Regions from separate parts of the Anas platyrhynchos genome. Here region 2 is linked to region 1. Evidence: chromatin contacts called from public Hi-C data. All regions are on one chromosome and are shown on one strand. The core of a region is the stretch at or near the end of the contact, and the rest is flanking DNA. Distances in the headings are between cores, read along the strand shown.

Region 1 (3,356 bases), core at 336-2,835:
CTAGAAGACAGATCCAGAAAGATCAGTGAAAGAGAATGAGCAGGTCGCAAGGACAGGTTCAGTTCAGACACAGAGGAATCTCCCGCAGCATTAAGAACTCGTCAGGTCTGCAGAGAGGAGGCACACACAGGGAGGTTCCTCCATGGACGCAACGTCCTGGTGTCTCCTTCCCAAGACTAAGGAAGATTGCCAGGTTCAAAACATCCATCTCACATATGCTTGATAGACACATCTTCTTGCCAGCAAGGCATCTCTTCCACAATATATGCTCATGCTCTTAAAGTTGGATGTTGTCTACAGTTACTGGTATCCTTCTTAAAAATTATGCAGGAGGTATTTCTTGCATATTTGGTAAAAACAAAAGTTTGTTACTATATTGTTCCCTTCCAAATCAAATCAATCCCTTCCATCCTTCCTGTGCCAGAAATGCTTCATTCAGGCTTACATATCAGTTCTAGTTTTCTCCTAACAATCCAGGCTTGGTCTGACTTTCGGTGCAATTCCCAAGGATAATTATTGAAGTACGAAGCTTCTCTTCATAGTTTCAAGTTCCCAGGAGATTTTAAGAAGGCCCCAAAACATGCTAAAAGTTTAGACACGAAGCAAAGCAGGTATCAAGCAAAAAGTTACCGCATATCTTGTTTCCTTCACACTATGGGTTCTGGTATGATCACTTCCAAGAAGATCCCAACTAAAGGCCCCACAAATTAAAAAACAAAACAACAACATAAAATTCCATGGTCTTTCCCAAAGTCACATGAAACGTGTCGAGGAGTCTTCATAACTAGGAGAGTTTACACAGGGGTTGTGTGCAACTAAAAAGTTAGGGTGATCACTCCGCTGTGAAGAGAAGAAGTGATTAAAAAAAAAAAAATCTGCAAACCTGTTAGGCAGCACGCCTGCTGCAACCCGCAGGGGCTGGGACAGATGGAAATGCTTCTACAAATCCCAGAAAAAGTTACTTCCAGTAGCTTAAGGAAACCATGTGCGTCTGACGACGTTTGGTTCGGGTCTTCTTGCTCCTTTTTAGAAACGCAATCTGTCCTTAAAAGTAAGGAACGTTCGAAAAAGAAGTCACGGAAGACAAGCCGCCTCACGCACATGCAGCAGGCAGGTAGGTGCGAGTGGCGCTCCACAGCCCGACGGAGAATCCAGCGAGATCAAAGGGAGAAAATTACCGCAGACAGAAAGCTCCCGGGGCAGGCATGGCTGCAAGTGAAGTGTCCGCATGCAACCCGCAGCCTCGGGAAAGAAGCCGGCCCCCTGTCGGGAGCACTCCCGCGGAGTACCCGGGGCTCCCTCGCCGCGCAGCCCGTGCGGGCACCGGCTCTATGCGCGGCGCAGGGCGGCAGCCGAGGCACGGGCAGCGCGGCCGCGGCGGGCCCCGCGGGGCTGCTCGACCATGGCCGGGGGCGGCCGGATCCCGCGGCGGGCGCGGAGCCGCCTTCCTGCCGCAGCAGCGCCCGTGGGCGAGCGCCGGGCGCGGGAGGGCTGCGAGGCGGCCGCGGCTCCCGGCTCGCGGCTCCTACCTGCTGGCACAAAGTGAGGGTGGAGCAGCGCCGAGCGCCCGCCCCGGCCCCGGCCCCGCTCCCGGGCGCCCCCTCCCGCCCCGCCGGCCCGGCCCCGCCGGGCTCCCCGCGTTTCCCCCGGCCTTCCCCACGCTGCCGCCCATCGAGAGGCAGCAGTAGCCCTTTTCTGGCTGCTGCTTGCTGCGAGGCTTCAGGTCAGGCTGATGTCAGAGGTCTGGAATTCAACTGTTATTCTCCTCTGACATCACCGAGAGGTGAATAATGCTGCAGGTCAGACCTATAACCTCAAAGTAAGGTTGCAACTGGAAATTTGTGAACAGGCGCACGATGGAGTGGTGCTCAAGGAGGGCACTCAGAAACAAACGTGAAAACAATGCCCTGCCTGCAGAAGGCGTATGATCCAGGCAGGAGTTCGGAGAGTCACTTGTCGTTGTTCCCGGTGCTCAGGAAAAAGCACCTTCAAGAAAGTAGAGATTAATGAACATTTTTGTTGTTGTTACGTGTACAGCTAAACTAATCCCTGGAGTAACTCCTTGAAAGTAGAAGGTTACACAAAGAAGAATTGCTCCACTTTTAAAAATAAGAGCGTGGTTGCAGGGGTAATGGTTGTATGGTGAAAAAAGCGGCAGGAGGAACTGCTGAAACATGAAGGACTTTTTCCAACGATGATAATACATCATTTGTAAATCAAAAGAAAGAAAATATAGGTGCAATATTTCAGTTTGAAAGTTTAATTTATTGCAGATTGGTGCAACCATGCTGTCTGAGCAGGATGATAAAAGAACATCCACAAGGTAAACAAAATTGCATTGAGTTCCCATTAACAAGAATATAGTTAAAAACAAGGTCTTACTACAGATGTTACTTTTTATTATTTACTGACTGAACTAGATCCACATTAAGGTGCTGAAGCGCTAGACCTTCAGTCTAGAGGGCCACCTGAGACTCCTGAGGCCTTGTGCAGCAATATACTAATTTCCTAAGCTAGCGAGTGCCCTTTCTCCTGGGCTCTCTCCCTACGTCAGGGTGAGCTGATTAAGAATGAAGAGAGCTTACATCCATGTGTGTTCTGAAAGCGATGTACATCAGGAGAGCCAGCTCCAAAGCCTTTCTGAATCAGCATATTAAAAAATTGTAATATGAAAGTTTTCGTAATTTGCCTTTAAAACAACAGAGCATTATCTAAGGCCCTGAGATTCCCCTATCTTAAATCTCCAAAAGTGTCAAATCTTTTGGTTGGCAAGCAGGAATAAGAAAGGTAAACTGTTCCCTTTGTAGTGTATGTGAATTAAAGAGGTAGCAGCTCCAGTTTGATAAGCCAAAATCCTTTTAAGTGCATCTCCTTACCCCTTGGTCTGTGAGGGCTAGTCTGCTGCTGTCAAACCCCATTACTATTGATGGCACCAGCTCCTACAGGACACAGACCATCCACAATTTCCACAGCATATTATGCAACAGTCTCGAGCCATGTCAGCTATAGGGCATGAAAGCAAATTTAGGTGATGAGCTCCAGCAATGTTATTGAAAAACTTTTCCTTTTAACTACCCAAATACTCTCATTCATATACAAATGGTTTCCATATACTTTCATTTAAGAAGTAGGACTTGAACATAACCACCTAACCCTTCACTATTCATGTCAACTGAAATTGTACTGCACATATATCCTGTAACATACGATACAGGATAACAAATCTGAGGACAACCAGGATGGTAACACTCCCACTAGCCTTGACCTAAAAGCATCCTCAGATTGCATTTGTCTAGTTTGGACTGCTGGTGAATAATCCAAGGCTTTGCCCCGGTTCATTCTACCACTCGATGTTC
Region 2 (3,172 bases), core at 101-2,600, 98 kb before region 1:
TTGCTTTTTTCCTTGCCCTCCTGACACTGAGACATAAGCTGAGGGGAATGGGGAGAAATCAGCCAAGGACTTTATGATGTTTGCAAACCAAATTTCCTTTTCCTTTCTATTGATTCTGTTTGCTCTTAATCCCCTTTTATTTGTTATCTGTCCATTTCGATAAGCTGCTGCTTGCCGATGGCTTGTTCTCTCAAGGTCGTACCCAGATGTGTTGTGCTGTCTTTTCACATCAGCAAAAATGTCAGGTCACCTGATCCTTTCACTTATTTTCTTCACTATCCCTGTGAGATCCCACCACATGCACTTGCTGCTTTCACTGTTTTATTTGCTTATCTTCATTTGGAAGACCAAGGCTGATTTTTGAGAGTAAGATTTGATGAGAGCTTATATGACAGTGCTTTGCTAAAATCCACATGAATGCTAATGGGTGACCCCCTGAGCCTGCAGGGCATACTGGATGTATGCTTTTAGTGTAGGAAAATTATCTAAAATCTGTTTTGAATTTGGTGATGTAAATCTGAAATGTTGAGTGATCAAATTTTCAAGGGCATTTTGAAGAGAAAAAATCAACCTGAACTGTATATTTCTCAGACTCTTTTACACCTTCTAATCCTTTTCAAACAGCAGTGGTGACACATGAAATATGAAGCTGCTATGACATTTACATTAGGAAATGGGAAGCACCTTTGCCTAGGATGGCATTATGGCCATACACTTCCAAAGGTGCACAGACGATGTGTAATGCAAGGTCCTCTCCCTCTGCACATTGTAGTTCAGAGCCAGGGTTGCTGATGAACCCCATTCCCAGCAGGAACAAGGAGGTTGTTCCTGAAGCATATCCTGCTGCCTGTGTCTTGGCAGCAGTACCCATCGCACTGCCTAGCCAAGCCCTGATGCCACACAGGTCCAGGCTGTTGAAGCATGCTGAACATGCTGAGCAGGTGGCTGGACCACAGCAGTGGAAGGACCTGAACTTTTGGGGACCTCTATGGTCATGGTCTCAGATCAGGAACTGAAAGTTTATAGGGTTGGACCAATGCAGCCCTGCCAGCATTGTGGGGTACTCAAACCCAGGGTGGCTACATCCCCACGTTGCAGGGCTTTACAGGCAGGGATATGCTCTGGTGAGGGGGGGGGAGCATCTCCTCTTCTTATTTCCTGGCTGCCAACCATGGGCTAGGGGAGCCAAGGATGTGGAAGTTGGGCAGAATGGGGCAGCCCACACTGTGGCTTTGGGTGCCAGGGGTGCAGCTGGAGAGCTGGGTGCTGAGCTCCCGCAGGAGCAGGGGGCAGTGCTGTGCTGTCACCAGAGCAGGGTGAAGTGAATCAGTGTTTCTGCTTTTTCCCTTAAAGAGGAAACAAGAGTGACTTCCCCCTCCCCGCTGTCAGCTCACGGCTGTGTTGCTCTCTGCCAGCCCTAGCAGGCAGCTGCGGAAAAGCCTCTTGCGGTTTCCAGCAGGCAAATAACGCAGGACAAAGATGGCAGGGAGGGCAGCAGCAGGTCACGAGGAAGGGGTCCTGCTCGAGCCAACAGCAGGTGCAGTGCAAAGGCACCCAGGGCACACAAGGCACCCAGGCCCCCTTTTCTTTCCCCCATGCCCTCCCCAGCTGATCTCACGTACCAGCATTTCTTGGATCTGGTGGCCAACGGCAGCTCGCCCCAAACAGGGCTCCCTCCCCATGGAGAATCCCACACCCCACATTGGTGTTCCTTGAGCCAACCCAGTGCCTGACCAGGCTGCATCCTCCGCTCACCAGCAAGCTGTTTTCTTCCACGAGACTAGAGTAGCGGTGCTGCAGGTCCTCCAGTGCACTCAGGAGCTTCGTGTTCTGGCTCACAAGGAAGCTGTAGTCAGCCCCGCTCTGCAAAACAGCATGGGAGAGGCAAGGCAGGGCTTCACCTCCCCTGGACGAGGAGGCCATGGCTGCATGCTCTCCCTGGCCCCACAGCAAGCTCAGCCCAGCTTCACTGGGAGGCCAGCAGGGTCATGGTGCAGGCAGTGAAGCAGCAGACTGAGACTTGGAGGCTGATTTCAGGAGGAAGAGAGGGGCTGCATGTCCTTTGGGGACAGCAGGAACAATGGCCATAGCTGGGTACTTGCAGATGCTTTTCCAGGTTCAAGGAGATGTATGCCCTACTAGCAGTGTGGAAAGTCAGGGAGATTGCTATCAAGGGCACACTGAACTCTGGCACCCCTCTACAAATGGTTCCATCACCCAGTGCCTCCCCATGGACCGGTGGGACTGGTCACCCTGCAGAGAGTCTTGGGCTGCATCAGGGTCTCAACTTGCATCTGGGGAAAAAGCCCAAACCCTGACATTGTTTCCAGCTGCTTGCGTTTTGACATCATACCACCTAAACCAGCTCAGATAAACGCAAGCAAAGCCAGCAAGAGCACATGCCACAACACACCAGACACATGTGCTCCTCCCTACAGCTCAGGGACCAGGTATTGTGTGGTTCTTGGAGGCAAAGAGACCTCCTCACCCCCCTCCTCAAGCCAGCCACACAGTTTAGCCCAGGAACCTGCCTGGGAGCCAGGCCCTGGCTCTGCCCTCCTTGTGACAGCCTTGGCTCCGGAAGAAGGCAACATGCCGGATTTCTTTGCAAAATACTACCTTAATTTTGTCACATCAAAAGCAGCAGCAGCTCTGCTGGGAGCTGTATATATAGCTTGTGGTTACTGCTTCCTGCACAGAGCAGCTCGCCGCAGGCTTGCTGCCGAAGCAGGGTCCCAGAAAGTATTTTTATGTGTTAGCAAAGCTCAGAGCCAAGCTATTGCTTCACATCTGCCATATGGCAGCAGCAAGCCATGGACTTCGAGAAGACCTAGACAGATGTTCTCCCAGCAGCCAGACCAGTCTTACAGGACCCAGGAATTCTTTGCTAGTGCCAATAAACACTTCCCAGGCTTTCCTGGCAGCAAGTCATATAAGCAGCTCACAGCACAAGGATGTTGATAAGCTCTAGGAAGTCTGAGACTGGGTAAAACTCATCACACTTTTGAACAAGACTATTCTTGGCTTCTTGATCACTTCTATCAGAGAAAAAGCACAGGAGAACAGTGCCACAAAGTCCATTGTGCCAAAACCCCCGGCATAGCCGGGCACAGCAAGCAGCCTCTCCCAACCTTTCACCCCTGTATAGAAATGCATTGGCACATCAGGGAGG

Evidence for each region. A called contact is a pair of places that touch in the nucleus more often than the background predicts.
Region 2: a contact with region 1 is called in a Hi-C map of liver, with 2.5 times the contacts expected there. The contact joins the enhancer-like site here to the promoter of RNF43 in region 1. A contact is called at or near these places in 2 of 8 Hi-C or Micro-C datasets (liver and subcutaneous adipose tissue).

Annotation. Positions count from the first base shown.
Region 1 is chr20:11,052,117-11,055,472 of IASCAAS_PekinDuck_T2T, reverse strand. RNF43 (ring finger protein 43) reads right to left here and starts at 1,585. Exons shown (of 9, transcript XM_005015864.6): 1 at 1-1,585. It overlaps HSF5 (heat shock transcription factor 5), which reads right to left. Exons shown (of 5, transcript XM_072026140.1): 5 at 2,251-3,356.
Region 2 is chr20:11,150,284-11,153,455 of IASCAAS_PekinDuck_T2T, reverse strand. It overlaps TSPOAP1 (TSPO associated protein 1), which reads right to left. Exons shown (of 29, transcript XM_038165667.2): 2 at 1,756-1,863. Among named protein-coding and RNA genes, the nearest start is that of TSPOAP1, 13 kb to the right of the region's middle. Within about 2 kb of position 1,350, at least 1 of the 8 cell types and tissues checked has an H3K27ac peak or open chromatin away from gene starts, as enhancers often do.